2 separate regions of the Anas platyrhynchos genome follow, and region 1 is linked to region 2. A link is a contact called in public Hi-C data. All regions are on one chromosome and are shown on one strand. Each heading gives the region's core, a stretch centred on a gene start, on an enhancer-like site or on the middle of the called end of the contact. The rest is flanking DNA. Distances are from core to core; before and after follow the strand shown. Region 1 holds the start of SMIM13 (small integral membrane protein 13). Region 2 holds the start of LOC113842743 (transmembrane protein 14C).

Evidence for each region. Hi-C and Micro-C count contacts between places; a contact is called where the count stands out from the background.
Region 1: a contact with region 2 is called in a Hi-C map of subcutaneous adipose tissue, with 2.5 times the contacts expected there. The contact joins the promoter of SMIM13 here to the promoter of LOC113842743 in region 2. A contact is called at or near these places in 3 of 8 Hi-C or Micro-C datasets (liver, skeletal muscle and subcutaneous adipose tissue).

Annotation. Positions count from the first base shown.
Region 1 is chr2:91,626,552-91,632,276 of IASCAAS_PekinDuck_T2T, reverse strand. SMIM13 (small integral membrane protein 13) reads right to left here and starts at 2,265. Exons shown (of 2, transcript XM_027451574.3): 1 at 2,052-2,265. The coding sequence starts at 2,127.
Region 2 is chr2:91,486,981-91,493,092 of IASCAAS_PekinDuck_T2T, reverse strand. It overlaps LOC113842743 (transmembrane protein 14C), which reads right to left and starts at 2,092. Exons shown (of 4, transcript XM_027451591.3): 1 at 1,904-2,092; 2 at 1,699-1,800; 3 at 215-299. The coding sequence starts at 1,979. It overlaps GCNT2 (glucosaminyl (N-acetyl) transferase 2 (I blood group)), which reads right to left. Exons shown (of 4, transcript XM_072033098.1): 4 at 3,817-6,112. The coding sequence ends at 5,996.

The sequences.
Region 1 (5,725 bases), core at 1,016-3,515, 140 kb before region 2:
TTACTCAAGCTTATATCCGGTCATCCTTGTCTCAAGTTTGTCCATTAACTTGTGTGCCTCACTGGCTAGCATTTACTTGTATCCTGGCATACATACAGCACTCATCTCCTTGGGAGACTGGCAGGCTCTCGTTTTACAAATAGAGACCCCCTCAGTACAAAAGTTGGTAAGATGCTGCCTACCACAGGCACAAATAATTTGATTGGAGGTAGTTTATACTAATTTCTCCTAATAGTGGTCTTGATACCACTTTTCCTGAAATAGTTTTCAGTCTTGGCACAAGAACTAGAAGTATCCTTGTACTAACTGATTAGTAAATGCTGTGTAGGACTGGGAAAATACCATTACCAATGCTATATAAATCATACCAAACTTTACCTAGCAGCCATTTCTGTCAGGGTAACAGTTACACCTGCACCCTATATAAACAGCAGATTCCTGCATTTACTACCTTTAAAATCTAGGCACATTTTAGCAATCAATTTATAAACTCTGATACTGTTAAAAACAAGATACAGAGGACAGATGAAGCACAGTGTTCATTAAATCTGAGTGTAGAATACAGAAGTCCAAACTGATAAGTATTTATAAGCCATTTAAAAATAAAGTTATTAACTACTTTTGCTATTTTTAAGCAAGGAAGTACTAAAGAGAAGTTACCAGGCAAAGTTAAAGAGATCCCTCAGCACTTCACACCATTTGTCATACAGAGACAAAAGCAGAAACACCTAGAGAAAATGTTTCTGATTTTGAACAGTATGTTGTAAAGTTATTCTTAGCCTTCAGCATTAATGATCTCTCACGTGTACTCTGACAGCACGGAAAGCCTAGTAAATACATTGCACCTCCAAAAGACAGAAGATGGCCAGACAATATCCACTGAAGACAAGAAACCCATCTCAGAACAGATATCCACCTGTGTCACTGTTCAGTCTGTGACAATGGACAAGAAGGGATACAGGAGAAAAGAGCAAAGGAGCAGGGAAAGCTTACAAGGTGCCTCACCTACCCCCAATAATCTGTATTTCAGATGTTCCCTTACCTTTTAACATTAGTACTAGGGCTTAAACACATTGATGGACCATTTAAAGTTCATAGAAGAAAGATAAGTTTTAGAATCAAAAATATTCTTAATATTCTTCATGAGCTTACCATTTTCCCCTTTCTTTGTGTAAAATAATACTTTCTCCTTTTTTTTCTTTCTTTTTTAAGCCTGATCATTTCCCTTTATATACTCCAATTCCTCTGTAACAAGGAAATGGAACAACCATTCCCTGTTCACCTTTTTCACTCTACTCAGTTTTATAACTATCACCTTCCATCATTCAACTGTTTTCCAGGCTAGACAGCTCTAACCTAGTTAGAATCTCTTCATGCAGAAATCACTGCACAGCTCTCACCGTTCTATGCTTTTAAAAAAAATAATCTGGGAGATCTTTTTCTCTATAAATAAGGTAATGGAAATACACTGAGATACAGGCACGTGATAGGTCCTTGTAGCAATATAATGGCATTTTCTATTTTATATTAAATGTCTTAACATTTGATTTGCCTATGTCGTTTCTACAATGAATTAAATGTATTTCGGAAAGTTTCTTTGAGTGCCTTGATTTAATCCTCTGTTCAGGATAGTAACAGTTCAGTCTGAACCCCTTAAGCTTCTCCACATGATTTACGTATGCACATACCTCTCAGTTCTCAGGGGTGTAACTCCACAGATGTCAATACTGGATTTCACCTGCCGTTTCACTGTCGAGCCCCTTGACGTTACTACATCTTTTCGCGATGCAGTTTTGAGCACAACTCTTTTCAAAAGCATTAGATGCCAGCTGAGCCTTCAGGTCACCCCCCTTGGTTTTCAGAAAAATAAACCCCCCGAGCAGCAGACGCCGGGTGGATTCACATCTCACAGGTCTGCACCGCAGCTGGGCTTGGTGGCGCTTACCCTGCATGCTGGGGCTGCTTTTTGAACCCCCATCCCGACGCCCCGGCCCCCCCACTCAGCACAGGTCCGGGAGGGATTTTCCTCCCCGCGCCCCGCGGCCACTCACCGCACAGCATGAAGAGCAGCACGCAGGCCAGGGTGGCCACGATCACCAGCAGGGTCAGCCCGATGCTCTGCCACATGCTGCCCGCTCGCCCCCCGCGCGGAGGGCAGCTCCGAGGGCTGGCGGAGCCGGGGGGGGCCCCACGCGAGCTGGCGGCGGCGGCGTCGCCCCCCGCCGCTCCGCGGAGCAGAGGCGGGGCGGGCCCTGAGGGGCGCGCGGGGCTCACCGGGAGTCCGAGTTCGGCTCCCGCAGGAGCGCGCAGGCCTCTGCGCGGCGCGGACTACAAGTCCCAGCGTGCCCCGCGCCCTGCCGCCTGTCCCCGCCGCGGGATGGTGTCGCTGCGCCAGCGCCTGTAATGGCCGCCCGAGAAGGGTCCGGCGCCTCAGCGGCTCTGAGGAGGCAGTTCTTCCCCCGCGCTGAGGGAGCCCGTCGTTTTTCTTCACTTTGTCATCGCTGTGCTGGCTTCCCGCTGTTTGATGTGCGCGTTACAGCGGGGGTGCAAATTCCACGGGACCTGTGGTGCTAACACTGCAGCTGCCCTGCCCTCACTAGGGAAATCCGAGGAAATGATAACTGCCAGGAATCGTGAGATAAAGGCTGCGCTCCTCACCGATACAGCCCCACTGGTGCAGACTTTAGCACTTTCACCTTTAGCACTGGAAAAGAAAAGGTTGTGACTTTCCCTTGTAGCATGGGAGACACCGGCTGATGTTCCTAAAACTACTGAAAACGTGTGCTTAAATCCACAAGAGCAGAGCTGTGACTGCCCATGAAGATGTCACCATTGCAGGGGGATGTCGAAGGCTAATCCACTTATCCTTTGTGTTTCTTACATGGTTGATTTTAAAACCTCCCCTTCTAAGTGAAGCTAAAGTTCTTTCTTTTCTTGCTCGTTGAGTATGTCATGTGCCTCCTCCTTTCAGGAAACCTGTAACCTAAAATTACCTGCACTTGTAATCCTCCATTCACATTCTGAAATTTGCTGTCACTTCACCAAATCAGACCAGAGTTCCATCTTCTTATTTTAGACTATTCTCCTATAATTCCAAGCCCTATTTAATACTCTGCCTAACCCACTCATCATGTCTTGCAAGTTTAATTCCACTTGAAACACCTTTTCTGATACTTCTCAATAACTTTGTACTTTGTTAATGCCTCCACATCTTTAAATGTCACTCTAATACTAACCTAAGCAGTTGTTACATGCATACTTATGCAAGGTATCTTCTGTATTGCAAACAAACAGCAAAGCAATAACAGATACTGTATTCGCTTTTGAAAAATAAGTAAGTTCCCTCCTAGCTACAGTGCTGTGTTTCTCTATTTTTTTTTAGTTTTCACAGAGAGTACATTCTCTGGGTATGGAATTGCCACATTCCTGTAAAGTAGCTGTCATATTTGGGGTCTATTAAAAAATTTCATATACATTATCCTACAGTTCCAAACCGGTTTAGTAATAGTAGTTAATTAATTCACATCCCTGAAACACATCAGCAACCATAACTGAAGAAAAAATTATCTTGGAAAACTATTTTGGAATGAAGTCATTTTTGAGTGATAAATATCTATAACAGTGATACCATCCAAAGCAGTATATTACACAATAAAAATGAAAACAGGAAGCAACTAAATTTCTCATATTACACTGCACAGGAAGATGGTCTTTTAATCAACATATGTTCAGTTTGGAAATCCTTAATTGTATTTGTTTAAGTGTGTGTTTCTTCAGAATGTTAAATTTGAATGTGATGGGTCTTCAGGCTTGAATTTAAGGCATCTTGAAATGGTAAATGCTCTTAGTTTAAAAGAACTAGCTCAAAAGGCAAAGCAGATACCATATTTTGGTTGCTCATACTAACTGTTCTAAATCACTTATCTTCTGTTAATTAAAGTGCTCTCAAATTATACTACAAGAAATTTAATTCTCTTATAGAAAGGAAAAACGTGACATGAATATCAGAAAAGCTTCCTAACCACAAGACTTCTCAGGTTGAACAGTAACCACCAAAAGGAGAGAAATGTCCAACCTAGCAGCTGTTACATATTTAGTTAAAAAAAAAAAAAAAAAAAAAGTGATGTACTTAAAAACTTTTTTTATCCCACAAAGCAAATGAAGAGTAAATAGAACAAATAAGCTTCATGAATCATAACTGGCTTAAATCTGAGGAGAACATACAATCCAAAAATTTTCAGAATATCATGATTGAAGCTGAAGCATTTCACCTTCTGCCTAATTTCAACAAGGTTTCTCACCCAGTACACACATGTCCTAACCACAGGGTTAGCTGAGCAGGATTACCTCATTACGTCCTCTGACCTACCAGAAATGTTCTACCTAATGCAGCCCAGTATAACACTCTCCTCTCATCCACTGGGCTAACTACCTTATGTAGAAGGCTATCAGGTCGATTAGACATGATTCTCTGTTCTTAAATCCATGCTAACTACTCACGATCATCTTGTCCTTCGTGTATGTGGAGACACTTCCACAAAGATTTTCTCCATCGTCTTCCCAAGGTTTGAGATAAGACTGCCTGGCCTGTATTTCTCTAGGTCTTCCTCCCTGAAGATAGGAGTGACATATGCTCTCTTCCAGTCTGCCGGAATCACTCCCAGTCACTAGTACATTTCAAAGACAACTAAGAATTACTAAGAATTACCTCACAATGACATCATCCAGCTCTCTCAGCACTCATAGGTACAACCTATCGGGCCCCATGGACCTATGTATATCCAGTTTGTTGAAGTGCTCCCTAAGATGGTCCTCCTTTACTGCCGGCAAGTCTTCCATGTTCCACACTTTCCCTCTGGTCTCAGTGGCCTGGGATTGCTGGAGACCAGTATGAATGCAGTACTGAAATTGCCATCAACAAGCACATAAAAAAGACTGTGTAGCATAATTGTTGAAGCAGTTAAATTCAAGTTCACATCCTCACAGGCACAGTCAAGGGGTAACACTGTGGATGTTATACTTTAACCAAGTTGTGAGATAACAGGAGAAACACTTCCTTCTCTAATCATTTGGTGAATATAGTCTTTGTTATCCCGTGTTTCCTAATAAATAAAACCTTTCATGTGGATCATGTGGAACACATTGTGTAAAATGAAACATATATGCAGATTCCATCTAAATAATAATAAAAATAAAATGGAAACATTATATATACTTTATCTTAGACTTTTCTTCAGAACAAAATTAAATTAAATAAGCACGCATCTTCCCTGCTACATCTTACAAGGAGATGATGTTGTTTAGCTTTGAGAAAAGAAGGCTCAGGGGAGACCTTGTCACACTGTACAATTATCTTAAAGGAGGTTGTAGCAAGGTGAGGCTCGGGCTCTTATCTCAAGCAGCAAATGATAAGATGAGGGGAAATGGCCTCAAGTTGTGCCAGGGGAAGTTTAGGTTGGATATTAGGAGAAATTACTTTACTGAAAGGGTTGTGCAAAATTGGAATGGGCTGCCCAGTGAAGTGGTTGAGTCACCATCCCTGGAGGTTTTCAAGAAATGTGTAGATGTGGAGCGTAGTAACATGGTTTAGTGGTGGACTTGTCTGTACTAGGTTAAAGGTTGGACTAGATGATTTCAGAGCTCTTTTCCAACCTAAATGATTCTATGATTCTGTATCAGTTCGTACATGTATATTAATGTGCCAGAAGTTTGTATCAATACCGAT
Region 2 (6,112 bases), core at 843-3,342:
TTGTTAAAAAAAAAAAAAAAAAAAAGCAAGGGGTAGCAAAAAATCTTAAAAAACAACATGAAAACTTGATATGATTTAATTTAGCTGAACTCCAACATAAGATTTCATTTTTCACAGGACTCACCGTGTAATATTTTTAAACACTATAAGGCATGTATATGTTAAATAAAATGCTTATTCAAAATGTGGACGAGAACAGAAAACAGGTGACTACCTGGCCCCAGCAATCAGCCCAGGCATTGCTTTTCTGGAGTTGTAAAATCTCATTCCCATAACAGCAGACAAGGTTCCAGATGCCACTGATAAAAGAGAAGTGCAGTCAGGACTACGTGAGGGAAGCAGGTCTGAAGCACCAGCACAGCACTGTCAGGGCAACTGGCAGTGCCAAGCAGGCACAAATACACAGGCAGGAATGCCTCCCTCCTCCCCACAGAAGTAAACATTTTCCTTGTTTCTGTTAAGTAGCAGAGCAGCTGAAAGCTTTACAGCAGTTTGGTAAGCATACTCTGCTGCTCACTAGAGATGAGTAGTTCTAATGAGTTAAGACCACTGCCTAAACACCGAAAAACTCTGATCCCCTGTGCAAATTACTAGCTCCCCTTCAATTTCTCCTTATTTGTGCAAGGCGAATGATTACTTCCTTGAATACAGATATCCTCAAAATGGCCAAAAAGGTGGGACAGTGACAAAGATCACCATGGGGGAGCCAAATATTATTACACTGCCCCTTTCTTGGTGACCTTTGGAACTGAAAGGTGGAACTAAATTAATAGTTGCATTTTGACATTAGATTTGAATGCTACGTTCCTACATACATTCATGCAAAAGAAGTTAGCTTTGAACAAGATTAAGAGTCAACAGTAATTATGAGCTACAGTACATTTTTTAATGGCTTAACAACAATAACTTCAGACATAAAACTCCACTTGAAATACGAATTAGCAAATAAAAACAAGCCAAAGGATCAACCTGAAAGAGCAACTAATGTTTTAAACACGATTCCTAATTATTTGATTGTTAACTCTGGAACAAATCCAATCAATACTCACATAAAAAGTTACAGGGCTGCCATTTCTTTGAAGAATAAAGGCAGGTGTTATAAAAACTTCACATTAGTTTCTATCAGACAGGGTAAAATATATCCTCAAGGTACATTTCTGCTCTAAAAAGGAGGTTCTTCTCTCAGAGATTTCCTTATGAGGTAGTGTGACCAATCTAAGCTCAGCTGGAGCCACACCTGCAGCCTTTTGTTTCACCTGAGGGGTTTACTACCAGCTAAACCCACAACTTCTCCTATCATCTGTTGTAAACAAGGAGAGTACATCACCATTCCCTCCTTTGCTTTGGAGGCTTCAGGCTTTCTCCCCTAGCGTGGGACACACTGAAGCACATGCTGTACGGAGATGCCTGTGCACCCCTCTGCAGCCACAGCTCTCGTAGCTGCACCATGCACCTGCATCAGTCTAAGGTGGCATCAAGCCTGGCAGCAGAGGGAGGTGTTTCTCACTGAATTTCCAGCTTCGAGGGGCAGCGAGGTTTCAGAGCCTACAAACCTTACACAGACACCTCCAGCTACGTGCAGGAGGCCCTGCCGCCATTTACAACACCTGCACAAATTAAAAAAAACGCGCTAGAAAAAGCGCTGCTACTCGCACCGCTACCAGGCACGCCTGGTGCAGAAACACAAAGCGCACCTACCGAGAGAAAGCCAGATATTCTTTGGGTCTTGGGCCTGCTGGTAGGCCCCCAACCCCGCCAAACCACCGAAGAGGAGCCCGGCGGCCAGAGACGGGACGCTGCCTTGGGTGAGGGAAGGAGAAAGCCGTTAGCAGGCCCGCGCCCCGAACACACGCATAAATAAACAACCAAATGCACAAATGCAGCTCCCCCGGCCCGCCCCCACCTGCCCGGGCGTAGCCGATGATGCCCCCCGAGGCCACCAGCGCGGCGTAGCCGAGGCCGACCCAGTCGTAGGCCATCGGCGGGCCCGCGGCTACCCCCGGCCGGCCGGGCGGAGCGCAGCGGAGCGCAGGGAACGCAACGGCCGCTGGGCAGCGCCCCGCCGACCTTGCCGCTGGGCCGGGCGGTGCCTGCCCGGCGTCCCGCCCCTGTGTGTAGGGGGGGGGAGGGGACGGGTGACTCTGAGAGAGGCGTTTCTGAGGGCTCCCGAGCTTCGGTGAAGGGGCTTGTGAGGATGCCCGGTGTTCAATAAAGCGGTGTGTGAGGGTGCCCCGAAACAGCGTGGAAGCCACGCGTTAGGCACAACTGGCAGCACGGTGCCTGCAGCCACGCACATGGCGCAGGGCTGAAGGTGCAGCTCCGGCCAGCACAGCACGGGCTGGCCCCGCGGGTGTGCTGCCGTCAGGTCTCAGCCTGGGGTAACTGCTCGCCATCGCACGCCCAGTGCTGCTTGCCCCTTCTGCTGCCTTGTGCCAGGCCGTGCGAGCTAATAACGCCACGGCTCCGCTGTTAAGGCCACGGTGCTGCGTTGCGGGGTGGGAAGTGAGACCCCGGCAGTGCCTGCTGGGACTGGAGAAAGGCTGTATGTTAGCAAGGTGAAAGCCTGGGAAGGAACTCTTAGCTCTCACATCAAAGAGGTACTTAGAACCCTGTAGGAGAAAATTCCACAAGAAGCAGCCCTGTCAGCTCATACATCCCATTGCAGGACTGACTACGGTGCTGTACAACTGTGCACCAGAGCGCTCCATGTCTTGCACCACCACCTACCTGCATTAACGGACTAGTTCAACAAACCCTGGTGATGAGTCCAAGATTTGTCCTAGACTAAGATGACAGCAAGCACGGCGTGATGCAGTGGTGGTATCTCTTCCCTACCTCTCTGATAGAGCATGCCATCAGCTCCTCCAAACTTCCTCGCTTCCAAGCATCCTCTCCTTCCTAGTTCATGTATTGAGTGACAAAAAAAAAATAAAAAAAATAAAAAAAAAAGGAATGCATGCTGCTTCTCTCTCTTTTTTTTTTTTCTTTTTTTTTTTTTTTTTTTTTTAATAGACCGGACATCTGAGATGCTAGGGAATGAAGAAAGGATGATGCAGCATCTAGAAAAAGCACAGAATTTTGCATGGGAATGAAGCAGCTCATACAGCATCAATACAGGCCCAGTCAGCTTTGAGGGGGTGAAACAGCATGGAAAACTTTGCTCTGCTGTTCATACTGATTCAGAAAGACAGTCAAAAGTAGTATTGGAAAGAATTTTTTGTTTGTTTGTTATCACTGTATCTGTAGAAAAAAATGGGGGCAATGTCTGTTATTGATATTCCATAGCACTGCTAATACTGTCAGGTCACACTGATTTAGATGTATTTATTGAGGTCAGCTGTCAGAACCTTTTATTTTAGAATCATAGAATCACAGAATGGCTTGGATTGGAAGGGACCTCAAAGCCCATCCAGTTCCACTCCCCCGCCATAGACAGGGACACTTCCCACCAGACCAGGTTGCCCAAGGCTCCATCAAGCCTGGCCTTGAACACTTCCAGGGATGGGGCATCCACAGCTTCTCTGGGTAACCTGTTCCAGTGCTTCACTGCCCTCTGAATGAAGAATTTCTTCCTAATGTCTAATCTAAACTTACCCTCTCTTAGTTTAAACCCTTCCCACTTGTCCTATCCCTACCCTCCGTAACAAAGAGTCTCTCCCCAACTTTCCTGTAGGCCCCCTTTAGGTATTGGAAGGCCACTGTAAGGTCTCGCTGGAGCCTTCTCTTCTCCAGACGGAACAACCCCAACTCCCTCAGCCTGTCTTCATTTAAAAAGAAAAGAAGCTGATGATTTGCACCCAAAAATCAGTCACACAATGAAAACAAAACGATTTATTTCAAGAAAAACATGACAAAGAGTAGCATTCATTTAAAAACAACAATAACAAACTCGAAATCAAGGTCTCCCAGTAGACTAACCACCTTTGATTTTTTTCCGGGTTCTTTCTATAACCAGTACTACAACACAGTCGTAAAACATCTGTATTTGCTCAGGCTTGGAGCCTTTGATATCTGTGGCTTCAAACTGCCAAACTTATTGCTTCTGCTACTGGGAGATATTTTGCCATTTGCCTGTATTTTCTTGAGTCTGAACAATGAAATGTAACTGAAATGTAACCTTGTTTGTACTCTGTGCTACTTTAAATAGTCACATTAAACTGTGAAATCGTCTTTTATTTGGAACATTTCAATTTGGGGATATTCAGCTAGACAGAACAACCTGGGGGGGGGGGGGGGGGGAGGGGGGGGCAGATTTTGGCTCCAGAACTCTTAGTTGGGCACTTTAAAACTCTTTCTTTAAAAGACTTGTCTCTTCAGCTGCCACCATGGTAGCAAGTTCCCTCCACAAGAAAGTGAGTAGGATTTCCACCAAAAACCTGCTGTGGAGATAAACTCTTGATGCCTTTCTGCAGAAATCTGCATTATTAAGTGTTGACAGCTATAAACACAGAACAAGCTGACTGAAGCAGATCCAGCCCTTTCAGACCCATGCCTGGGGGTTACCAACCATGCTTCAGGACATCTGAATATGATGTGTTGTCATTTCTGAACTGCTGCCGTTTGCAATCCAGTTTGTTAAAACCGAAATTAGCAATGGTTTAATAAAGTTGGATGTTAAACTGCTGCTATTCAAGACCTCCTCTTTGAGCCACCTTTGCTTGTTCAGGAGAGCAGCACATTCACTCCCAATTTGTACCACCCCAGTGCTGCTGACTTGGGCCATTCAACAGTGCAGCTAAAATACCACATAAACTCCACCAGTCATCACTACAGGAAGAAGCATTCACAGTTTTGCTTCCCTGCTTTGTTTTTTTTAGGACACAGTGACTGATACCTGTAACTTTTGCCTTCTGTTGGCCATACTAAAATATTCCTGAATGCAGATTTTTCTCTACAGCATGCCTAGTCTGTTTAAACTGTGCATGGAAGAGCATTAGGTAGACTTGGAAAGGAACATCAGCTCACATATTTGATTGCCTCCCTCTAGTGGCTGAATAAAGGGGAATAAAAATAGGGCTGGGATGAAGTGAACCCTAATGTTAAGTATGTGTATTAGCCACTAGTTTAAGATCAAAGGAAGTAACTTGGGAAGAATACTCAGGCTATATCAAAACATGACACAGAATTACTGAGTTATTGCCAAAGCACAGTTACCCTCTTCCAGTCCTGAAAATATGTGTCTTGCCACTGTCTTCCTCACTTTGTGTCCTACATGGGATGATCTAAGGACACAGGTGGGCCAAAATCTGTGTATAGAGACTAGTTTAGTTTAGTTTAATTTAGTTTAGTTTAGTTTAGTTTAGTTTAGTTTAGTTTTTCCAGCTCTATTGGTTGGCCTTCTAAAACAAATATGTAAGCCCTTGTTTTTCAGACATGAAGAAGGGCTTCTGCACATGCCTATCAAATTTTTCTAGCCATATTCATTAACCTAGCAAAAGATGCTGTTTTCTTTCACAAACCTTGTCCCAATAGATATTTAAAGAACAGGTAAGATCTGGACAGTGCAGCATCTTTATTCTATTTCCAGTACTTTCTTGATGGTTCTATGCACTAGATTTTGTCTTTGACAAAACAGCATCTATATGTATGACCACCAACTGTATTCCTGTTTTTTACTGAGGTACGAGAAATGCCAGTGATGCATGGTTCTCTACACATTTTATAGAAACAGGTAGCAATGTCACTAAAGCTAGACAAAAGTTATGGCTGGAAAAAAAGCCCATTAAAAATGGCAAAAATGCAGACAGGGCAGCTGCAAGAGGGGTTGTGCCTTAGTGCTTCCTTTTGGATCTCTCACACTTTGGCCTCAGGGTGTTAAGTCAAAGGTTAGATTTGCAGACTGGATGAGACAAGCTGAACTGAGCTGTAGCTACCACACATCCTAAAGAAACCTGGTGGATGAATTTGTGTTACCAGCACGGCAGAAATTAGACATTTGCTGCTATTCTCCTGATCACTTTCATTGATGTAGCCTGATTTTTTTTTTTTTTGCTAGCTAGAAATACCAATTTGGTTCCACCTGAACCTCACTCTGGGACAAGGTTCTCTTTCGATGTCTCAGCTCCAAGCACTCCACAGTCAGTGGGTATGTTCTGAGCTCAAACTTATTTGC